Regions from separate parts of the Mus musculus genome. Here region 1 is linked to region 2. Evidence: chromatin contacts called from public Hi-C data. All regions are on one chromosome and are shown on one strand. Each heading gives the region's core, a stretch centred on a gene start, on an enhancer-like site or on the middle of the called end of the contact. The rest is flanking DNA. Distances are from core to core; before and after follow the strand shown.

Region 1 (5,524 bases), core at 1,596-4,095, 200 kb after region 2:
ATCATAGCCCCTAGGGGGTTAGAGAGATGGCTTAGTAGTTAAGAGCACTAAATGCTCTTCTAGAAGACAAGAATTTGGGTTCCAATATAATTTATGAAGCATCTACCATAGTAGCTAAGTTTTGATGACTTATTTTTTGAGACAAGGTTTCTCTGTGTAGCCTTGGATGTTCTGGAACTTGCTCTGTGGACTTTACTGGTTTCTAACTCAGAGATTGGCCTGCCTCTACCTCTCATGTGCTGTGATTAAAAGCATGAGCTACCACTCTTAAGCATCCATATGACTTTTTAAAAAGATATTTTGGATAAGCATCCAGAATAAAAGTATAACCAAAAAGTAAAATAATTTATAATATTACAAAAACCATTTTACTACCATCCAATCAGGATTCTAGTCCTGCCTCACTTCAGCCAGACTGGAGATGCCCTGTTGGTGGAGGCTTGAGTCATGGAATAGCACTGCTTCCAGCATTAGTTTCTCTTCTCTTCCAGAATATCCGTATCAACGTGCTAGGCTGGTCATTTTGCCAAGGACTGTAATCCTTTGGAAGATGCCTGCTATAACTGTGGTAGACGTAGCCATATTGCCAAAGACTGCAAACAGCTCAAGAGAGAGGAAAGGTTGCCACAACTGTGACAAGTCTAGCGTCTGGTTTACAGCCATGACCACCTGGATGAGCAAAAGTGTGAATCTTATGGAGAATTCAAAGTGAAGTGCTATAGGAATGAAGTAACGAATCAAGGAACCATCCATTACTCTATGCTACCATTGTGGTGAGTTAGGACACGTTGAACTAGAGTGCACAATTGAGACTATAGCCTAATTACTTTCCTTTGCTGCAGTCCTCTCTGAGTGGTGATTGTATCTGCTCACAGTATTTTTACAGAACCCGCTTTGCTGGTTGAACTTTAATAGAGGGGAGCTTTATTCAGGTTAGTGAACTTTACTTACAATGTAAAAGAAGGAAAGGGAAAGGGGAAGCTGACTTTCCACATCCCACACTCTGCTCCACCGTGAATAGAGATTCCTGAACGGGAAGAGCTGAGTCAGACCAATAAGCCAGTTCTGTTTCTTGAATATGTTCCCAGGTAGGAGGTAAAGTCAATTGTGAAAATATCTATAGGTTTCTATAAATAACCTAAGTTTAGCATAACAATGGCCTTGGATTGTCTGACTTCAGTATGTATTCGATAACAATTAAGCTCTGGCCTAGATCTTTAAAGACAATTCAGCTGAGTGGTAGCAAACGAATCAGAAAGGCAAACATTCAAGAAAAAGGCTGAGAGGACCCATGATCCTTGCAGCCTTGATGGGAGACACACAAATGATGGCAAAGGTCTAGCACATGCTGTTTCCAAAGACTGAGTTTAAACCCCAGAGTAAACTCTGATGCATAAAGGAGCGTAATTTGTAGCTACTCAGGAATTGCAGAGAAATGAATTTTCTCAGAAATCAAGATGTTATTTTTGTATACTATATTACTTAGATAACTCTATGTCATTTGCTGTAATCAATTTCTAAAAATCAGATGGAATAAGCAACTGATGTTCTTGGGAAAAAAAGGAAAATGCATTCTTAAACTATTCCAATAACACTTAAGTAGAGTAAAGGTGAAAATTCTAAATTGAACATTGTTAAGTGATTAAGCATTCTTTACATTTCAAAACATGCATTTTTGCCTATGTTGCATCATCCTAATTCAATTATACAACTTATTTCTTTTGTTATGGAAGATACCAATGAGGAAGTAAAGGTGTTTTAGCAAGCTGTATTGAATAAAAAAGAAAAAAGATACTTGGAGTAATATATTAAGGTTGTTAGTTCAAGATATGATCATGGAAATAGACTGTTGGATAATAGAAACTTTGACATGTCATGTATATTGGGCATGGAGAGATGGCTCAGTATTAAGAGCACTTGTTTTTCTTGCAGAGGGCCTGGGTTCATTTCTAAGAGGTCACATGGGAGCTCACAACTATGTGGAACTTCAGTTCAGAGAGACCTAATGACCTCTTCGGTCTTCTAGAGACACCGTATACATATGGTGTACAAGTATATATGTTGGTAAAACACACATATTCATAAAATAAAAATAAATAAATCACCTCTTGCCTGGAACCACTCAGAAGACACATAGAAGACCTGAGTGCCACTAAGATGAGCAAGTAACTGGTGGAGAGATCGAAGAGAAAGAGAAGGTGTGTGCACAATGAAGAGATGTAGAACTCAAGACTTGGGGATAGTGAGGAACGTCCGGATGTGAGAAGCCAGTGATGCCACCTGAGGCCATAGTAAGGTCCCAGCCTATGCTGTCACTGAGGGTCATGTCTGTGTCTATGAACCTATGGCATCAGGGTGTGGGTGTCTGTGTTGATGTCTATGGACCATGTTGCCACAAAGGCCAAGCATGCACATCCCTGGTTTGTGGAGAGTTGGCCCCACCCCTCACTGGCTGCCACATTTGGGAGAGCTGGTCCCATCTGTCACCAGGATAGCATGTCAGAGCTGGTCCCACCCCTCATCAGAACAGCATGACAAAGCTGGCCCTGAGGGCCTGAGAGCAGGTGAGCAGGCCCTGATCCACACTGGCTTGTGCTGAAGAACTGGCTCTGACTGCATGAGCATGGGAGAGCTGTCCGGCTGAGCAGCTCAGCTACCACCCAGACCCAGATCCACCTAAACATCTACCCGACTGATGAACTGCTGGAGCATGGGAAGGGGCTGGTCCTGCAGAACCAAAACCACCGCAAGATCTTCATTGCACAGGGCAACAACAGGATATCCAAGAGGAGTCCCGGTGAGGATCTAGTACTGATAGTGTAGCAGAATCTAGACCAATGACTCATTCCAGTGAACATCTGGAAGTAAAGCTGTTTGGGCAAAAGGGCATATTGCATGACACACTGTGCCACAGCTCAGCTTCCGCAGCAAAATTTTTTGCTTGTATGTTTTCTTTTGGGGGGAAGTTGCAATGGTGAAGTGTGGAGAAGGAGAGATGGGGACATGAGTGGCATTTAGGTGCAGGATGTAAAATTCACAAAAAAATCAATTAAAAAAAATGGACCAGGGTAAGGCATAGACAAGATCACCACAACCATGAGCAGCCCTTCATGGATGCAGGGTGGCTGCCTGGGTCTGTGTACCAGAGCACAGAATAGATTATTCATGCAACTCTCTAATTAAATGATTCCCTAGACAGAGGGCAGGTGATGACCAGTGTGTGAAGAACTTGCCGTTCAAGCACAAACACCTGAGTTTGGATTCATAGCACTCACATTAGTGTTGTGCACAGAGGGGTGCCTCTGGGGAAGGGGGGACATAGGTTAACCCTGAGACCTCATTAGCTAGCCAGTCTAGCCATAGAGCAAACCCCAGGTTCAGGGGGAGACCTTGTCTCAAGAAACTAGGGAGAGTAATAGAAGAATTGATTTTGACCTAGGGCCTCTCTGCGTGCACACACACACACACACACACACACACACACACACACACATACAGAATTGACATTGACCTGGGGCCTCTATGCACACACACATACACACGCAGAATTGACATTGATCTAGGGCCTCTATGCACACACACGCACACACACAGACACACAGACACACAGACACAGACACACACACACACACACACACACACACACACACAGACACACACACACACACTCCTTACCATGAAAACTGCTAACCTGCAACACTTGGCAGAGGGAAAAAAGTCCCAGACTCAGTGTAACAGGATGATACAGGCCATTTGCTCTGAGGATCTTGGTGGGAAACCCCAGTCTCCAGTTAAGCTGAAAACTTTCCCTTAGTAGCCTCAGGAAACAGATAAAAGTGAGAAGAAGCTGTATTCTGGGGAAAAAGGCAGCGCTCATGGGATATTTGCCAAACAAAACCTCACAAGTGCCCTGTGTGACTTAACACCACTGAATTAATAAGTTCTGAAACTTAATAAATCTCTTCTTTGCTGGAAGGACTCATAAACATGTTTCCTATAGCTATTAGCTACTTACTAGCTACTAAAGTTATTAAAATTACTATTTTGAAAATAAATAAATCACTCACTTTCTAAGAAGAAATCATGTATGTCAGTTTACTCACAGAGATATTTTGCTGGTTTTTAGTTTGGATTTTGCTCTAAGACAAAGAATGCCTCACCTTGATACAGATAATGTGATGGATGCTAATCTCTGAAGAACACACTAATTGTGAAGGATGTGTGTTTTGATGTCCAAAAAGGGTAGCATTGAAACATAAACATGGCCTCTGCTGGCCCTGGCATCAAGCTCTTGGTGGAAAGCCTTGTTACTCATTTTCTGTTTTGCTTGGTTAAAACGGCTTAGTTGTTTCCCACATCACTGCACATGAATAAAATAACATTGGCACAGCACGGGGGGGGGGGGTTGGCAGAAACAGTAATTCAGGTTAGAGGATAGGAGGGGGGGGCATCCTGAGGGCTGTGAGGTGAGCATCTCTTCACTCTGCAACCCACAGGAAAACTGTGCTTTGACACCGTAGCTGAGAGACTCTGGATTTAAAAATAAATGTGTCATGTATTTTCCCATTCGTGGGCTTTTTTTATAAAATGAATATTTTAAAAGTCTTTTTCTTAAATTCTGACTTTGGGCTTACAGCTGACAATATTACTTGATTCTTAAAAGTTAATGGGGCTATTTTCACTCTTTGCGGCGCAGGGGGTGGGGGTGGGGTAGGTGTCTAGAAAGAAAAGTCTCAATTTATATTAGTTTATAAAATAGGTAGACGCTTTCTATTTAAATAGAGTGCTGTTCTGTTGTGCCTGCCACCACATCCACAGTGGTGGGAATCACTTCGGTTAACCCCTGAATCTGAGGTCTCCTTTCTAAGCTCAGGCAGGACGTCCTTGCTGCAGAGCCACATAGCCTTGGCACCAGCCTTTTTGGCTCCTCAGAGCCTGAGGCAGTCGCTCTCATAGTGGCTGCGAGGTACATTTAAAAGTACCACTTATTTTCTCATCCTGAGTCTACTCTCTCCTAATTACATTAAGTGCTTACAGTGTAGCAATTACATCCCAGTGGAGAAATATGTAGGAAAAGCCCAGAAACTAAGAAAAGTAGGGGGAAGAGGAAAATTGTTACTATGTAAAATTGACTTAAAGGAGACTAAAGAGGGTGTGGTTTTCATTTGACATCAATGAGACTGAGATTTCTTCTGAAGTGAGCTCTCCTCTGTTTTGATTTTACAGAGCCTTCCCCTTTTCCTTCCTGCTGCTTTCCCACATTTTCAAATCGCTCCTGTGTTTAGCGCAGCCTCTGTGGGGCTCCGGCAAGGTCAGCAGTGTCCAGCTGCTACCGATTTGAGCCAATTACTCTCTCCACAGTCCTTCCTGAAAACGGCCTCACCCAGACCAGCACCGGCCACTTCTGCAGCCCTCTTGGACCGGACAGACTGATCTTTCTGCCTGTCTTACCAGATTTTCAGTGTTTACTAAGGAGGTCCCGTGTGTTTCAACTACTCTTATTTCTTCCACTTGAGTTATTTTA
Region 2 (4,896 bases), core at 33-2,532:
CCACCATACTTGAATCAGGTCTAAGTAAACAAGTAATAATAAATGACTGATGACAACTGGTATCGAAGTACTCTAGATGATCTACAGCATAAACAAAGGGTAGGAAAATATTTCCTACAACACAGTTCTAAAAGCAACCACTGGCAATTATAAGTGCTTTATAAGCACAATACTACAAAGTGTACTTCACTTCTGGACTTTAGAAAGAGGTGTTTAAAGTCTCTTAAATGATGTATGAAGAGTCAGAGATTCGAAAGCCACTTACATTTTCTGTTGTGTGTTAACAGCACTTGTTTCAAGTCCACTGTTGCTTTTCCTAATAGAGCATCTGCCTTTAAAGTGTGGTGACTCCAAACTCGGAACTCCAAGGTGGTCTGTGGGGTCACATTTCTGCATGAATAACATTGTAACAAAAATAAACATGTCATCGCTGTGTGTGCTAACTCTTCTAAGTTATTTATATTAATTATTATTTTTCTAAAACCATGAATTGAATTCAATACTGTATAAAACAGTAACCTGGATCAGAAATGAAAATAACAAATATTTTCAAATACATTGTGGCCTTGATAACTACTTTAGGATTATTGTAGTTAGCAACCACTGAGCTATGCATCACTCAGAACCTTACTGAGACCTCAGAAAATCCTCTCCCCTGGGAACACATTTCTAAACCTTTTCAGAATGGCTGACACTAGTTATAATGTTTCTACTACATTCAAATTTATACTTCATGTGCCAAATTTATACTTCAAAATGCCAAATTTAAGAATGGCTGACTTTATTTCTATTCAAAGCAATCAGAAAAAAGGCTAAGTAAACATAATTGTCTATAAAATAAAAACACAAATTACTATCCATCCTCTATGAGAAAAATGATAAAAAAAATTCTTCAGATGCAAAATTCTTTCTTAGATAAAGAAAAAAGCTTCACTACGTGAAATCTACAAAATACAAAACATAGAACATGTGATTTTTCTATTCTTACGACATGATACTCACACAATCAGCTGCTCGTCCCATTTTGGATTAGAGGAACTACTGGATTTTGCTGTTTTCTTAACTTCTCCATCTACAATGACTTCAGTATATATTGCTGTTCCAAACCAGTTCTTTTTTCTTTTTAGTTTGGCACTAGAAACTAATAGAAAATGATAATTACTGGTGAGTATATGTAAACACATAGACACACAGACACACAAACACAAACAGACACACACGAGAAACCAAAAAGACAAAAAAGAGCAATACCTACTAGAAAACCAATAAAAACAGAAGTGTCCTTCCACCTCTAGCATATATCTTAATGGCAAAAGGAGAAGATACTAATCTCTAAAACCATCTAATTTCTCAGTAGCCGACTTACTGATAAATACATCTATTAGAATAGGATGCTTCATTTTAATAGATCCAGACATGTACAAACATATCCAAATTGACTGTAAGATATTTTGTTACTTTACCATTAAGTAGTATTTTCCATTTTCCTCCATGTCCCTATTCTGTCTCTATAGATTGCCTGTTCTGAAATGTCTGTGTTGTGGGCTCTTTCACCTAACAGGTTTTCAGGTCTCATCAGTATTGTACCACGCCTCAATACTTCACTCCTTTTTCTTCTAAATACTAGTCCATTATTGATATACCACATTTTATTTATCTGTCAGTTGACAGACATTTAAATTACTTTGTAGCTGTTGTGTCTAGGACTTCCATAAACACTTATGAGCAAGTTTTGCTGTGAACATGTTTTAATTTGTCTTGGATATAATATTTCTATTATTTTATACTCCTATCAGACACAGCAGATCTGATATTTGCATATCTAGTAACATATATTGATGTATATTTTAGATAAAGTTCTCCCTATATAACCCATGCTAAACTTAAATTCACTAGCCTCCCTTGTCTTGCACGTGCAGGGGTCATTGGCATGCACTACCATACTTGGATAGTTTCTACTTTTACCTACTATTTAAATATAATTTCAAACTGTACCAAGGATTGAGAGAAAAATAAATGTCTGCATCTAGATAGTGCTCATTATATATCTGTGGTTCATTTATTAGAAATTATTTAATGTTTTACACACAAAAAAATGTTTACACAAAAAAGTAGTTTCACACAAAAAAAATGTATCTGATTACGAAAGAATTCATTAATTAAACATGTGCCATTAATGATTGCAACTGGTATAACAAACACAGAACTGTACATTTTCAGGGTAAATTACTGAGTACCAAGCAGCAAAACATGTCACAGTCCCTTCTATAACCAAGTCACTGTAACCATTCTGGATCTGAGGTGACAAAGGAAAAGACCCTGTGTCATACACATGAATCATTAAGATGAGAAAGAATACAACATAAGCTTCTATTCTACTGAGAGCGATTAGACAAACAAACCAATGACATACAAAGTGAAAGTGACTTGTCAGAGGTGAAGACTCAGAAATAATTACCCCTATTAATATGTAAAGAATAACAAAAAAGATTATAAGCTAACATTTGTTAAAAAGATAACAGAGTGCAACAATGTTCGGCATTATGTCTCAAGTGCTTCTATGAGGGTCTCCATGAAGCTCATTCCCATCCAAGACGTTCCAATTGCTCTAAGTTCACCACCAAGGGAAACTCCCCACTCAGAAGCTTTCACTCCAAATAAAAGTTATCCTTTGGATCCATACACATCCTATCTATCCACACATTGTACGTAAAGAGAAGGAAGAGAAGGCAGCACAGGATCATAATAAAAGCATACAAGTGTAATATGTCTGGGTTCATGTTTTAACTTTGCATCACTAGAATCCTGACCTGAAGGAGGTCAATTAACGGCTCTGCCCCTCCATTTTCTCACCTGAAAAACAGGGGGACAATAATACCCGGTTCTTAGGATTGGTGAGTGAAGGCATGCAAAGCACTATCAGCAGCAGCAAATCCCCGGGGTCCAACACGGTTACTGAGCCTATGCCATTAATAATGAGTTAACTGCAGACCCACTCAAAACATGCCCACAGTGTACCGGGGCAAAGTGCTTGGTAACACTAAAGCTGATACAGTAACAGACTCCTCCCGCCAATTGGTTTTTAAATATATTCTTTACTCTCATAAAAATTTGTAACACAGCTCAATAGTACATATAAAATCAGTGATTAGGTTTTTAAATCAACTGAATGCTCCTATTTCAAACAGGAGTTCTAATTGATGAAAACATAGGATAAATCCCATTTACTGATTTACATTTGTTGTTATATTCAAAATAGCCTTCACAGTAACACTATGTAAATATTGACAATTTGCAGGCATGGGATGGGGGAGTCCTTAATCAACAGTAAAGTCCCTAGAAACATTTAATAGCAAATGTTATGTGATCCACAGGAAAATTAAAATTAAAAGTTGAATGAGGAAGAAATGGCTTGATATATTCTTCAATTTGGGAATTTTAAAATAAAAGCTTTAAAATCATCTTCAATTAATATATAATTTTTCAACAAAAACACTCAAAGTTTGAGTGTTTAGGGTGGGCACAGAGAAAAATGGTGGGCTCAAATTCAAATAAAGAGTGAAAGAAAATAGACAACAACAGAAACGTCAACATAAAATATGACCTACGGTTTCTTCAAATTTTTGTACTATAAAGAGAAAAATACCTAGACAGTGAGAGTGATGTAAGAAATATGAATAGAACAAGTAAGGTGATAACACTTGAAATAAACAAGAAAAACCTGTTTAGGCCATATACAATTAAATACTTGAGACGATCACCCATAGTGTACATCACAAATGCTAAACACATTCATAACTTAAATGACATGAAGGGCCACTGAGGAAGCTCTGTGGGTAAAGGCACTTGCAACCAAGTGCAATGATGAGTTCAATCCCTTGAACCCAAATAATAGAGAGTGACACCCACAGGCCATTTTATGACCTGTACATGTATCATGGTGCATATATGTGCATGAACATAAATAAATATAAAAATCAGTATATTTTAAAATATAATGAAGATACTATAAAACACAATAGCTTCAAAAATGATAAATTATATATATACAATTACACATACATACATATATAATTACCTATTCTTTTAGCCACATACTCTTTATATGCCTTGCAAACTTTGCTTCTGATCCTTTCACATTAGAAATCTTAAAATCTACAAAACTGAAAATTATTATCTCTGAATGCTATCATACTTGCTGTTTGTGATATGGTAAGTTACCACATCAGAGTGGGCTACCTTCTGTTTAACTTTTAGATGACTATTTTCTGTTTCCAGGATATATATTGGTTGGTGTCTGGTTGCTTTTTTCAGGCCCTGAGATGAAAACCAATACCTCAGATATACCAGTAAAGCACCATATCACAGGGCTATGCCCACCACACACTGTTCTTGTATATCTGTCCCCTCAATCAACTACAGATCAGAAACAAATAGAGAAGATACATGGGCACAGGGGCACACACATGTAATTCCAATGCTGAAGGGGCTGAAGGAGGATCAAGAAGCCACCCTGGGCTCTACAGAGAGAAAAAAAACATTACTATGGATATGGTAGTAGGACATGCCTGTCGTCCCAGTACTTGGGAAACTGAAGCAGGAGGATCTCAAAGTCAAAGCTAGCTTTGGCTACAGTTAGTTCCAGGCGATATGAGCTACAAAGTAAGACCTTGACTCAAAAAAAACTCAAGAAAACTAGTTCTCTTTGCTTTGTACTTGTATGTGAAGATACACACTCTCAGCTTCCTTCTCCTGATGCCACAACTGCCACTTGCTGCCATGTTTTCCTTCCTCACTACAATGGACTCTTACTCTCAGTAACCATAAGCCCAAATAAACTGTTTTCTCGGTATGTTTCCCTGGTCAGAGTGTTTTATCACCGCAAGAGATCAGTGA

What was found. A called contact is a pair of places that touch in the nucleus more often than the background predicts.
Region 1: a Hi-C map of bone marrow-derived macrophages shows a contact between it and region 2, with 31 read pairs. The contact joins two enhancer-like sites. A contact is called at or near these places in 1 of 484 Hi-C or Micro-C datasets (bone marrow-derived macrophages) and 2 of 9 other capture datasets (adipose tissue and liver).

What each region holds. Positions count from the first base shown.
Region 1 is chr4:19,866,831-19,872,354 of GRCm38.p6, forward strand. No RefSeq gene overlaps it. Among named protein-coding and RNA genes, the nearest start is that of Slc7a13, 51 kb to the left of the region's middle. Within about 2 kb of position 2,846, at least 14 of the 459 cell types and tissues checked have an H3K27ac peak or open chromatin away from gene starts, as enhancers often do. A contact at or near this core is called in bone marrow-derived macrophages, where this site is marked.
Region 2 is chr4:19,672,154-19,677,049 of GRCm38.p6, forward strand. Wwp1 (WW domain containing E3 ubiquitin protein ligase 1) reads right to left here. Exons shown (of 25, transcript NM_177327.5): 4 at 1,003-1,141; 5 at 266-390. Among named protein-coding and RNA genes, the nearest start is that of Wwp1, 34 kb to the right of the region's middle. Within about 2 kb of position 1,283, at least 7 of the 459 cell types and tissues checked have an H3K27ac peak or open chromatin away from gene starts, as enhancers often do. A contact at or near this core is called in bone marrow-derived macrophages, where this site is marked.